Regions from separate parts of the Mus musculus genome. Here all the other regions are linked to region 1. The links are chromatin contacts, called in public HiChIP or PLAC-seq maps. All regions are on one chromosome and are shown on one strand. The core of a region is the stretch at or near the end of the contact, and the rest is flanking DNA. Distances in the headings are between cores, read along the strand shown.

What was found. HiChIP or PLAC-seq counts read pairs in DNA pulled down with a chosen protein or histone mark.
Region 2: an H3K4me3 HiChIP or PLAC-seq map of embryonic limb bud shows a contact between it and region 1, with 5 times the contacts expected there. The contact joins the promoter of Chd2 here to the enhancer-like site in region 1. A contact is called at or near these places in 2 of 39 promoter capture datasets (hippocampal neurons and maxillary cranial neural crest), 16 of 484 Hi-C or Micro-C datasets (the N1E-115 cell line, Sertoli cells, adipose-derived mesenchymal stem cells and 12 more) and 11 of 115 datasets of contacts at active chromatin or transcription factors (astrocytes, craniofacial prominence, differentiating embryonic stem cells and 8 more).
Region 3: an H3K4me3 HiChIP or PLAC-seq map of embryonic limb bud shows a contact between it and region 1, with 3 times the contacts expected there. The contact joins the promoter of Chaserr here to the enhancer-like site in region 1. A contact is called at or near these places in 4 of 39 promoter capture datasets (embryonic stem cells, hippocampal neurons, maxillary cranial neural crest and 1 more), 6 of 115 datasets of contacts at active chromatin or transcription factors (astrocytes, craniofacial prominence, differentiating embryonic stem cells and 3 more) and 1 of 9 other capture datasets (embryonic stem cells).
Region 4: a contact with region 1 is called in an H3K27ac HiChIP or PLAC-seq map of SST interneurons, with 4 times the contacts expected there. The contact joins two enhancer-like sites. A contact is called at or near these places in 1 of 484 Hi-C or Micro-C datasets (embryonic fibroblasts) and 15 of 115 datasets of contacts at active chromatin or transcription factors (SST interneurons, VIP interneurons, bone marrow-derived macrophages and 12 more).

Annotation. Positions count from the first base shown.
Region 1 is chr7:74,351,954-74,354,966 of GRCm38.p6, reverse strand. The region is part of intron 3 of Slco3a1 (solute carrier organic anion transporter family, member 3a1); the gene reads left to right. Among named protein-coding and RNA genes, the nearest start is that of Slco3a1, 200 kb to the left of the region's middle. Within about 2 kb of position 1,521, at least 23 of the 459 cell types and tissues checked have an H3K27ac peak or open chromatin away from gene starts, as enhancers often do. A contact at or near this core is called in SST interneurons and embryonic limb bud, where this site is marked.
Region 2 is chr7:73,540,166-73,543,178 of GRCm38.p6, reverse strand. It overlaps Chd2 (chromodomain helicase DNA binding protein 2), which reads left to right and starts at 1,433. Exons shown (of 39, transcript NM_001081345.2): 1 at 1,433-1,933; 2 at 2,275-2,407. The coding sequence starts at 2,346. Chaserr (CHD2 adjacent suppressive regulatory RNA) reads left to right here. Exons shown (of 5, transcript NR_037569.1): 5 at 1-3,013.
Region 3 is chr7:73,556,912-73,559,924 of GRCm38.p6, reverse strand. Chaserr (CHD2 adjacent suppressive regulatory RNA) reads left to right here and starts at 1,530. Exons shown (of 5, transcript NR_037569.1): 1 at 1,530-1,886. RefSeq lists a cis regulatory region at 959-2,048.
Region 4 is chr7:73,615,676-73,618,688 of GRCm38.p6, reverse strand. No RefSeq gene overlaps it. Among named protein-coding and RNA genes, the nearest start is that of Gm30149, 8.4 kb to the right of the region's middle. Within about 2 kb of position 1,423, at least 332 of the 459 cell types and tissues checked have an H3K27ac peak or open chromatin away from gene starts, as enhancers often do. A contact at or near this core is called in SST interneurons and embryonic limb bud, where this site is marked.

The sequences.
Region 1 (3,013 bases), core at 272-2,771:
CCCTTCGAGTTGTCATCATCTCTTCTTGTCCCCTAAGCCCTGTGAGAAGTTAAGCGACCTCCTCCACCCTTGATTGGCATTAATGCCTCTGTGTACACCTCAGATGGACACTTTTCCTTACTGTCTCCATGTCTTACTGATGGCAGCCTTCCTGAGCACAAGGTGACCAGAGAACCTTTGCTAAGAGAGGATGTCTGTGAGTCCCACAGCTTCTTGAAGGTACATGAAAGTCAGTGCTGATTATCATCACTAGAGGGCAGAAGAGCACCACTAGTTAGGGACTCAACCAGGAAAATCTCCTTTCCAAGCAATTTTCATTGTTTCTGCCCTTGTGGCAGAACCTTGTCGTGTCTGGTGCATTTGGCTGTATTTTGAGGCAGGATTTCTATGTCCTTTAAGGGTCCTAAGGATAGCTCTTCTTTAGGGCTGCCCACCATATACAAATGTTATACTCTACATGAATGCCTGTATGCCTAGAGCCACATGCATCTCTGGAATCTGGGGTTGGGGAGCATGCAGGGAAAGCAATCCCTGCCTTCCCTGGAATTTATGTGGAGGTGGCAAAGGTGTCTATGGAAGGCCCGTACTGTGGGACAAATGGAAGGAAAGTGTACTTTCCCCTGACACGGAGGTTGCTAAGGAAGCAACAGCGCCAAGAGAAAGGAGGCTTGCCTGGGGCCTGGGAGTCAGTGCAGCTGTGGGAGCAGGAGAGCAGGTTACTTGCAGGAATGAGCCAGCAGAGTGGCAGAAGAGCCCCAAGAGGGGGTGGAGGTGGGCAGCAGAGGCTCATCTGGTCAGGCTTAGGCATGGGACTCGGTGGCTGGCCTTTCATCTGGGTTTGATTCTGTGTGGCTCCACTGCTCCATCCTGTGAGGGCTGGGGAAGAAGGGATGAGACTTGCAGAGATCTCTCTTCAGAATGTCTTGTTGAAACTAAAGTTTGACCGTGAACACAGAACCTTGACGACGGGGCTCGGTTTCAGGGTGTGCCCCCAAGCACTGAATCGACCAGCATTAGCCGTGTGGGTTTATTGCAGGGAGATTTAGGAACAGCAGCTGCCACGGTTAAACAGTTATTAAAGGTGTGCCTGTGCTGTCTTGTTGGGAACTTGGGACCTTGTCGGGAAGTGTAGCTTCTATTTGATAAGGCATTGTGTGCCCTGAGAGTCTAGAATCCTGTGAATCCAGATCATACTCCCGTGAGCTCTGTGATCCTGGGGCAGCCATTCCTCCTTGAGACTGTGTGTGGCTAATGCAAGAAAACCACACATTCAACCCAGACAATGTCTTGAATATAGGAAGCGTGCTATAAAGGTTAGATACTATGGCGCATCTGTGAAGTCTACTAGCGTCTGCAGTTACCAAGGGATCCAGCATGCTTTCAGCCCTGATTCTCAACTCTTTCTCTCAGCCTAGCAACTTGCCTCACTGAAACCTGTACTTAATCAAGTTTACTCCCTCCCATGGATCTTTTCCTAGTTGTTTGAACGTCACCAGCACACATGTGGACACCATTCCAGAGTCACGCGCACACCAGCTGGCCCTGCAGACAGCTGCATGGCATTGGTAGCTGCAACAAGATGCTATAGCCCATGTGCTTATGGGAAAAGGTCACCAGCTAGGCTTCCTCCTCTGCTTTTTGAGAGGACTAGCGCCGCAGCCAGCTTCCTTCAGTTTGGTGGACTCATTAGCTGGATGGCTGGGATATGGAATGCCCCACACCCTCACCACCTCCACTTTCTAATTAGGTTTGTCACTTAATGATACTCTTGAAATTCCCGAGTCCCATAGCAAAAGTCTGATATACTTTAAGCAAATAGGTACATGAACTTAAAAATACCCGGAGAGCCATAATGGCCTTTAGTATATGGCCCAAGAGAAAGAAGGGACTGTCCCCAATTTGCTTTGAGCCAGAGTTCTCACAGTCTCGTGGGTAGGCCTGTTAATGAGATGTGTGCTGGCTTCAGCCTGCTTCATCTGATTTTCTTCTTTTTTACCTTAGAAATGGGGACAGAGCCCTGATAGGCTCCTTGTAGTCACTTGCTCTTTTCAGAGGTGACAAACAACTGTTAGCATCTTGCTTCCTTTGTACAACAGAACTAAAAAACAATAAAAGCAATCCAGAGTCTAGATGCCAAAACAGGACACAAGTAGGCCTAAGCCACTTGCTGGGTTAGGAGAGATGGCTAAGTGGGTAGAAGACTTTCTATGTGAGCTGAAGATCTTGAGTTTGAATCCCCAGCACCCGTGTGTAAAAGCCAGGCAAAGCTACACAATGCTTAAAGCCCCAGTATTGGAGGGCAGTGACAGACAGACAGATCCCCAGAGCATGATAGCCAGCCAGCCCAGCCAAAGCGGCAAGCTTCCAGGTCAGTGTGAGGCCCTGTCTCAAGGCAATAAAGTACAGAAGACAACAGAAGAATATATGTGGTTATCATGCTCTGAACTCCAAGGGGGCATGGACACACCCTTGTGCCCATGCCAAAAAAAAAAAAAAAAAACACACATAAAACATGCGTGCACACACAAATAAAGAAATGGGTCTTCTAAGGAGGGAGAGTCTATACATGTCTGAGACACTTGCAAAGACAATCTCAGCTCTGTCCCATCTCCTGACAGACATATCCCACACAGGCACAGATGGAAGATTGTGGTACGGTTTCATTTCTTTCAAAGTCTCTCCCTTTTGACTGACAGAACCCCCTTGAAAATGAAAATCCTTTTTCCCTAAGCGCCTAGAGTATCCAAGGGTAAGCAAGTGGCTGCTGAGCCCTTTCTCTGTCAACCTGCTTCTCCTCGGCCTGAGTCACCATCCCACTCTTATGTCATCGGTATATTGATGTGTCTGAGTAAACGAGAGTGATTGGTGCTTTTCAGTTTTGCTCTGGACATCTCACAAGCAGCCACCTTCAAACAGACTGAAAACAAGCTTGAAAAGTCAATACAGGAACTAGAACCAGATAGAAAAATAGATTCTCAAGCTTTGCTGCCCCATTCCAACCTGAAACAGTACT
Region 2 (3,013 bases), core at 184-2,683, 810 kb after region 1:
TTGAAATCAAATGCCAGATTTTCATTGATTGCTACTTTGGTAATAAATTTGATAAAGCAGTGATGGGGACTTTGTTGACCAAATGACGATTGGTGGTGTTTTTCTCAGTATATAGAACAAAGAATGAAATAGTCTGTTATTAATGTAAACTACCTTAGAATACACATCTGTGGTTAATACAGATGCAGTGTTTGTTCTTTGGATGATGTGAGGTGGTTGATATTTGTAAATTGAAAACTTGAGTTTTTGGATTTTGATGGAAATATGTTTGTAGACTTGAAACTGATTTTTTACATTTTCTTAGATTTAACATAATTACGTTTGGTAGTGAAACTAAAATGAATTCGTTTGCTGGAGTGTCATGGTTTTGACCAGTAGGGTTCAGTAAAGGAATGTTTTTAGTTTTTTCGGCATTTGTATGTGGTTGGTTACTTGTGTGCATGGGAGAGAATACTTTGTTGCATTTGTAATTTTGTTTCTATAGACCTCGTGCTTCCATCTGGAGGGGGTTTGTCTTTGACAGTTGATAATTGGCTGGTAGATGTGGCCTATTTAAGTGGCGGTGATTGATGAAATGTGAGTGTACTTAGAATTCGATTTCAAACATGAGTGAAAGGGTTCTTTTGATTTTGGAGTTGAGGTTGAGTGTTTGATTTAAAGGTGACCAAGGTTGGTGTAATTTCTTGAATTCGAAGTTATTAATTATGCCCAAATATATGTAAGAAGTAAATATGTTTGATGTGTGGCACTTCCAAGATTAATGGTTTACAAAGAAGTTTGTTTCTTCTGGGGGGGAAAATGGTTGTATTAACTTTTGCTCTACTGCAGTTGAACACTAGGGAGGCGCTCTTGAGTTGTAAAAAATTACCCCTTCCTTCCAGTTGAGGTGGAAAATTCCCCCTTAATCTTTAGATGTTTTTAGGCACCATAAAGAAGGCAAGAGTTGATTTAATTTATGGTGTTGAAATGTTGCTTCTATTTACAAGCCATTTTACCCATGGTGGGGTGTTAATTATTTTAAAGATTAGTTCTTAAACTGAGCTTTAGAGTCTCTTGAAATTATCTTTATTTCAAAATGGCTTGATAAAACTCCACTTCCTGTCCAGGGAGGAAGTTATTTTAGCTCAAGGACTGAAATATTTAGCAGATCTTTAGACAAAAGGAACAAATTACATTTCTCTCTGGCTTAAAAAGGGTGCTTGAGCCAGAGGGGGTTAAGAAGCCCTTCCCCCTCCCTCTGATGGAGTGGTCTGGAGGGGCAGGGAGGTGTGGAGTTGGGGGTCTTCTGGCTCTCTTGGATGGAGAATCTGGTTCTTTTTCTTTCTTTCTTTCTTTTTTTTTTTTTTTTGGTGGAGATGAAGGGGTGGGTCTATGGTACATCACCTGAGTTGTGGGGTAAATGTAGAGAGTGTCAATCAAAGGCAGAGCTCTCAGAGCTGGGAAGGAGGCTCTAGATGGCGGCTGTGCCTTAGAGAGAGCGCGCTTTGCTCCCTGCTTCGGTTCACTTTACGCAACTTTCCCTAACTTTCGGGCAGCCTCAGGGGGCCCCCGCAGCCCCCTGCCTCTTCTAGTGACTTACTGGGGTCGATCCGAACCTTTTTTTGGGAGAAAAGCTGCTTTTAGGAGCTTTCTTTTCGTGCCTTGTTGGAAGAAGCTGCCGTATTGAGAGCCCAGGTCGTTGTTTTTTCCAGCTTAGAAGCCATGGCGCACCTCCATTTTTGTGCGCTCTCCTAATGAGGTTTTTTTTTCCCCTTCCGGACCTGTTTTAGTATTAATTATTGCTTTATTTTTTGACAAGTCAACATATTTGAGGATTATTTCATTTACTTTTTGTTTTTTAACGGAGAATTTTGCGTTTTTAAAAATTATTTTGGATCGGATATTTTTCTACTACTAGATAGGACTCTTGCTTTGGACCTACTACATGGATCAGGTAAGTCCATGATAATCAGTGATAATTTTAAAAAAATTAATGTTGAACTTGGCTTTATTTACTGTAAATATGAGAAATTCCTGGATGACGCAATAAGATAGAGAGATTGTTATTTGTATCCAGTGTGTTACTTTTGAGAAACTTTCCTTATTGATAGTGATGCTTCTGTCGTTCAGTTTATCCCCCTCTCATTTTAAAACGGAAAAATAGAAATATTTTGTTTTTCTGGTGTTTATCGTTGTTGCATTACATGAATATCGCTAACATCGTCAGGACTTTGTTCCTGATAATAAAACCATCCGCAGAAGCTGGGACCTCACCTTTCTTTCAACTTTTGACAGTAAATACCTGGGCACAGGACTTCAAAGCAAACACAGATTCCCCCTCCCCCTTAATATTTAAGAATTAAAAGATGATGAGAAATAAGGACAAAAGCCAAGAGGAGGACAGTTCGCTACACAGCAATGCATCGAGGTATGAGCTATCAACTTTCTTTCTTTCTTTCTTTTTTTTTTTTTTTCGGGAAACCTCAGCTTACACTTGTTTACTTTGACAGACATGGATTGCTGTCTGTATTTCAAGAATTTTCTAACTTGGGTTGGTTTTTAAAGCGTGACCTTGAGATTGCTAACATGCCACACCCTGATTTTTTGGTATCAATTTATGAAAGTTGAGTTGTGACTTAAGGCCTCTTACAGCATTCAGAAGGTAATGTACTTTTCTCCGGAGGGGCCTTTCCTAGAAACTGTAGTTTTTCTGTCAGTAAATTTTCAGGTTTTAGGTTTTCATGCTGCAGAAAAATGACCTTGTCTGTTTAGCCATTGCTGCATTGCACCATTTTACATACAAGGCAAATTTTTTTCTTTGAAGAATCTGGGATATTCAAACTTGTAACCGAGGGCCATAGAGCAGCCTGGTAGTAGTAAATTATAGTAAATAGACATTTGAGAAAGTTATATGAATGAAAAAATGTACATTTAAAAACACAATCACAAATAGGACCCCTTGACTGATGCCTTTCAGTTTATATTTTTGATTGTTTCTTTTGATACACGTGACAATTAAAATTTTTTTTATGAC
Region 3 (3,013 bases), core at 281-2,780, 800 kb after region 1:
GCAGTACATGAGATCTTAATCACTGAACCGTCTCTCCAGCCTCAGTGTAATTTTTTTTTTTTAAGCAAGGGTTTGAAGGGTCAACCTGAGGTTCACCTGTAAAAGGTGCTATGCTGACAAGCCTGATGTAGGAGAGAAGCGACTCCTATACTGTGTCCTTTCACCTCCTGTGTACATTAAGTGCTGTGACACTTAATGTGGACAGACAGACAGACACATACACACGCTCAAATTAACGTTAAAAAACATCAGGACAGCCAACACTATGTTAAAGAGACCTGATTCCACACCCCTCCAAAAGGGAACTAGAACGACTTTTGTGGTCCATGATCAAGTAATGTGATTTTTAACCCAGGAGCAAACTAAGTTTCAAGAGAATTTTAGAACTGTTCCTCTCATCTCAACAAGCAAGCCCCTTCTTAAAAGTGTTTTTCCCTCATGGAAACTAATAGCATATTTTCTTTTCCCCTAGCCCCTTGCCAAAAGAAACATTTCCACATTCCGCTTCTGTGCGAGAACAACTTCCTTAGATACTTGAGGACAGACGGTTCAGAGATTCATTTGTATTCTGCCTAAACTTGTTTCCAGGCAGAAGTGGGAAGAAGAAATGTAAAAGAGTGGAGTTTTTGAGAGGAAATGAAGCTTGTACTGTGTAATTCTCTGGGGGAAAGCTGGATAGACATGTTTAAACTACCACTTCAACAACGCTGCCCTAAAATGTGGGATCCAGCTAATCAGAATTAAGAGGCTGGTTTGTTAGGCCCTCAGGACTACTGGGCATGCTACTAGATTACCTCAAATAAGTGGTATATCAAGTCAGATATTAGGTTAGCGAATGTGCTGGTCATAACCTGCCTGTGGTCTGGTTCCTTAGGGGCAAAAAATCCTGAGGCTATGGCGCTTGCCCAAGAAGGAAGGTTCTGCAGTTTTTGCTTATCTTGTCAATCATGTCGTTTTCGCTCTATCACTTCCTCTTCCTTTGTGGACGAAAAAAATCTCAAGTCAGAAACAGGAAAGGTTAGCTTTTAATGGCTCGTCCGTACACAAACTACCTTCGAGGGTCCGCACTGCGGAGCAGAAAGTTACGTCTCTCCCCGCAAACCCAGAGTTTCACTATCTGCCAATCGCAGGTCAGGACTTCTCTCCTGAAACGCCCACGGGCTATGATTGGCATTAAATAAGCCCTATTGGTGCTGAGAACATGGAAGCGGTGGGTTCAGAACTGACCAATAGTATGCAGTTGGGGCGGGAGGAAGGTACGAACGAAGTGCGTGATGCCGCTCCGGGAAGCGAGGGCAGGAAGCTAGCCCAGCCAATGGCCGCCGCGGGCGGGTGTCGGCGCGCGTGCGCACTGGGGGTCCCGGAGCTGCAGGCGGGAGGTTGGGGGAGGGGAGCGAGCTGGAGCGCCGCGGAGCTCTAGCCGCCGCCGCAGCTCCCGCCGCAGCGAAGAGGCCATGTTGTGTGGTGTGTGGGGCGGGGGGAGGAGGAGGAGGGAGGAAAGCCGAGCGAGGAGACGGGAGAGACACCACACACGGCACAAGATGGCCGGAGAGGCAGCAGCAAGCCCAGCTGTCAGGCGGTCTGCCGCGGCCCGTGGGCTCGCCGCTGCGCTGGGAGCGCTACCCCGGCGTCCTGGAGGGCTCTGGGAGAGCGGGGAGGCCGCGGCTGGGGCGAGGCGGCCGCGCGCGATGTGGGAGCTCGCGGCCGGAGCGCCCGGGGAGGCCGGGCCCACGACGCCCGTGGCTCCGCTGCGGCAGCGGCGGTGCTGGTGTCGCGCGCGGCCGGGAGGCGGCTTCGCGCCGCGGGCGGGAGGCTGCGGCGGGCGACCCGTCCTGGACACGCGAGGAAGAGCGAGCCGATGGCGGCAGGGGCCGCGCTTCGACCCGGTGAGTAGCTCCCCTGCTCCCTTTATTGTCCTTTGTCCTTGGGAGGAAAAGCACGACGTCCTTGAGCGCGGGCGGGAGGGGCGGCGGGTGGCTGCCGGCTGGCTCTGCACACGCAGCCCCGGGCACTGCCGCGGAGGGCCGATGCCACGGGAGCACGGGGTCGGGCCACCGCGTTCCCGCTGCATACCCAGCCGGGCGCCGCGCTGCGGTCCGAGCCAGCGGGGAGAGGGCGGCGGCCGCGCCGTGGAACCCCTGCTTGCTCTGGTGAGTTACTTCGATACTTAGCGAGAAATAACAACAATCCTCCGTTGATGGGCTTTTAAAAATCTTTTCCAGTGAGGTGGGAACCCATCTTTGGGGTCGGATCTAAAAGAACAATGGAACCTCTCACTTCGCTTAAACCAAAATAAAACTTGTCTTTTTCCCCCCTTCTCCCTGTTGGGTGTTGGCTTTTAACTCTTTCTAAGCTGCTTTTGAGAACGGCTGTTAGTGTTCTAGATGCAAAGGTACCTTTCAGCTTGTTAAACGTCCGTGACGTTTGTTGTCTTTTAGAAAAGGCAAGTTACAGGAGTGCATCTAGTATTTCAAAAATGACGACGGCAACAAGGCAGTTTAAAGGAAGTAGATTTGATAATTATGGTGCAAGATGATGGCGTTTGATGAATACAGCTTATTTTTACCGAGAACTTTCGTTAAGACCATTTGACATCCTGATACTTGAACATAACCGTACTGTTTGATACTTTTTTAAATGAGTAGGTAAAGCCGTTATCAGCAACTTCTCACTTGAATGTTAAATCTAACTTGAGGCGGTTCCGACCCTTTACAAGTTAAAATTCATCTTGTTTAAAAGAGAGTGTATACTATTAGAAACCTTGGCCGTAAAAGTTAAGAAATATTCTAAAAGCAGAGCTCTTTAAGTTACTTAGTGTAAATCCTGAAGTAAGACTGCCATTGATGGGCGATGAAGAGGGGCCATATTTGTTGCATTTGTTGCACGTATAAAAGTCGAGGTGTGCTTAGAAACGGAACAGTATGGAAACAACAGTTTTAAAAAATTTGTTTCTGCATACTCATTTAAAAATTATTTGAGGTAATTTAGGATCAGTCGTTGGAAGACTAGGAGT
Region 4 (3,013 bases), core at 174-2,673, 740 kb after region 1:
GAGAGGCGTTCCCACGCCTGACGCGGGTCATCCTCCCCCTCGCAACCCGCGCACCCTCGGGATGGCGGCGGATGACGACGGCGGCGGCAGAGTGTGGACGTGCCTCGCGCCGCGCAGCAAATGGCGGAGGAGGCAAGGCGTGGCCCGCTGCGCCGCGTCCGGCCACCAGGGGGCAGCCGCGCGTCTGAGTCCCGCAACCGGCTGGAACCGGTCTGGCCGGAAGTTGGGCTGGGGCCTTCTCTTCCGCAGCCGCGCGCCACGTGGCCGGGATGGGGTGGGGTGGGGTGGGGATGGGGCGAGGAGGAGGAGGAGGAGGAATGCACGAAAACAACAAGATGGCGCCGCGGGGGATGGGCGCCTTGCCTGCGCCCTCGGAACCCGGAGCGTCCCGAAGGGCGGAGTGGAAGGGCCGGTCGGGGCCCAGCCTGCGGGGCGTAGCCGGCTTCCGCCAGCTTGGGAGGCCGCTTGGACAGGCCCAGGGTGCGGTCGCCAGCGCGCCCATCACGAGACCCCTGGCCGGGATCCAGGACTCCCTTTGGGCCTTCGCGGCGCCTTTCCTTAATTTGCTTTGTCCGCTTTGCATTTGTCCTCTGAGCGTTGTCGACCTCCTAGGGGAGCGATTAGATCAGGGCGAGGCCAACAGCGAGCAAGAGCAGGAAAAATGCTGACCGTGGACCCCGCCGGGGTCAGCAATGGTAGAGATGGAACCTGCTGGGAGGTGGACCACACCCCACCCCTATCCACCCCGGGGCGCTTCGGGACCTCCTCACTGTAGGGGCGGCCAGTGTGGCAGAATCCAAGCTTGTCTGTTTGGCTTTTGTGAAAAAAAGCAAAAAAAAAAAAAAAAAAAAGAAAAGAAAGAAAGGGAAATCTGGTTTTGTATGTATTAAAACGTAGGAAATTAGGCATAATTGTCTAGTATCCTGGAATTGCTGCGAAAGCCTGAAGCCTCCCCTTCCTGCCCAAATCCGTGTAACTCTACTTGCCCCACCCCGTAGACATTCCTGACCGGTGGAATTTATTTTAGATGGGCCTGAGGATCGCAGATGTGAGGTTTTGTTGGGTTTTATATCTTTTTAAATAAGTTAACACACGTTACTCTGAATGTGATGGTATATTTAGAATAAGACATTTGTCGCCTTGGGATTTGAAAGCCTTTTAGAATAGGTTTCAAATTCTTTCCCATATTTGCGATTTATGAGGCCTTTGGCCTATCTCAAAATAATAAGACCCCTCCCCTCTAAATAGCACCTGGCTCCCAAGGACCTTAGAAGTTTAATTAATAAATATTTTGGATAAAATGCGGAACTATTACGGTGTTAGTTGGGAGGGAGGGAGGAGAGTAGCTTAAGACAAATCTCCAAGCTCGTGATCAAAACAGCATCGATATTAAGTGGTAAACTACAAGTGAGACAGTGACATCAATGACTGGGGGGTGGGCGGAGCCCAAGCTTAAATGTGCATTTTTGACGAAGGGATTTGGGGACCTACTTCACCCCACTCCTTAGGTTTTGTGTTCTTGTGAATTGTATTGGCAGGCATTCCCGAAAGCACTTGAGCCCTCTGAGGAACCAAAACACTGCGTAACGACTCCCAGTCACCATTAGTGCCAGGGGCCGCAGAGTTAAGGAATGGAATTCCGAAACACAAAGGGCTCTAATCTTTCCTCTCCTAGGCCTAAGGAAAGAATACAGCTTTGTCTGTAGCAGTTCCTCGACCAGCAGCATAATGGCCGACTTCCTATATTTTTCCGGGTTTCCTTGCTTTCTCCTTCATAGGAATGGTTCAGACTCAGTCGCCTGCAACTCTTTTTACAGTTGTCACACATGAACGTTCCTAGGGTTTTAAAATGTTGTCTCCAGAATTTCATTAGCGCAGACTTCCTGATATAAAACGTATCTCTGACTTTTTAATGAAGTATTATAACAAACTTAAAAGGAATTTAAGAAAATGTGAAGATGCCATCTTCCAAGAAATAGCTCAAATACTTTTAGCCCTCCGCATAGATTAGTTTTCTGTGGAAGATGAACACTGCATGTGGAATCTGCTACCTCCTTTTACTACCTTTATTTTAAAATGCTTTTTTTCAGGAGCTAGGAGATGTGGCTAAATGTGACCTTAGGATCCTGAGGCCCCCACATCACCCGTCTCTCAGAAAGTTTTATTTCAAATGCTGAATAAAAACAAAACAAAACACATGAAAACTATAATGAAAAATATCACCCAGAATCCCATTCGCAAGAATTACCACTGTAAGACAAATTGTGTCGTTGATTACATGATGCACATATAGCTTTGTTGTCGACATTTTGCACTACAGTACAAATGTACAATTTTCTTGTTAGTAAGACTCTTCAAGATTTATGGTCGGGATTGGTGGCATGCACACACAATCCCAACCGACACTTGGGAGGCGAGAGCAGGAGAAATGCAGGAGTTGGAGGTTAGTCTGGGCTTCATTATAGAATCCGTCTTTAAAGGGGTGAGGGATCCGCTGGTAAAGTCCTTGCTGGCTGCAAGCCGGTTTACCTGCGTTCCATCTCAAAGAACACGTGGGTGGGAGAAAAGTTTATACTTGCCTGCGGTATAATCTCTGACCTCCACGCTCTTGCTGACCCCTCCTGCTCACTTAGTCACATAACAATTAAAGAAAAATGTTTGTTTTATTCTTAAACATTTTAGAATCTACATAGTGTTAAAACAGATAAATATAATTAACTATTAGCCATTCTTTCATGAATGGATGCTGACTTTAATTTTTGTGTGTGTGTGGCAGTATTCTACACTGAGCTACATCCATCCCCTGCCCAGTTTGCTGACTCTGACGCACTTCTCAAATAGATGTGGATACTTCGGTCAAAAAAAGTGTTTTGTTGATGGTTTCGTGGGTTTGTTTTGTTTATTTTGAGGAAAAAAAAAAAAAGTCTCATTGGGAAGCCCCGGTTGGCCTCTATAGATTTTCCTATATAGGCCAGGCTGTTCTTGAACTGACAGTAACCTGCCTGCCTCTGCC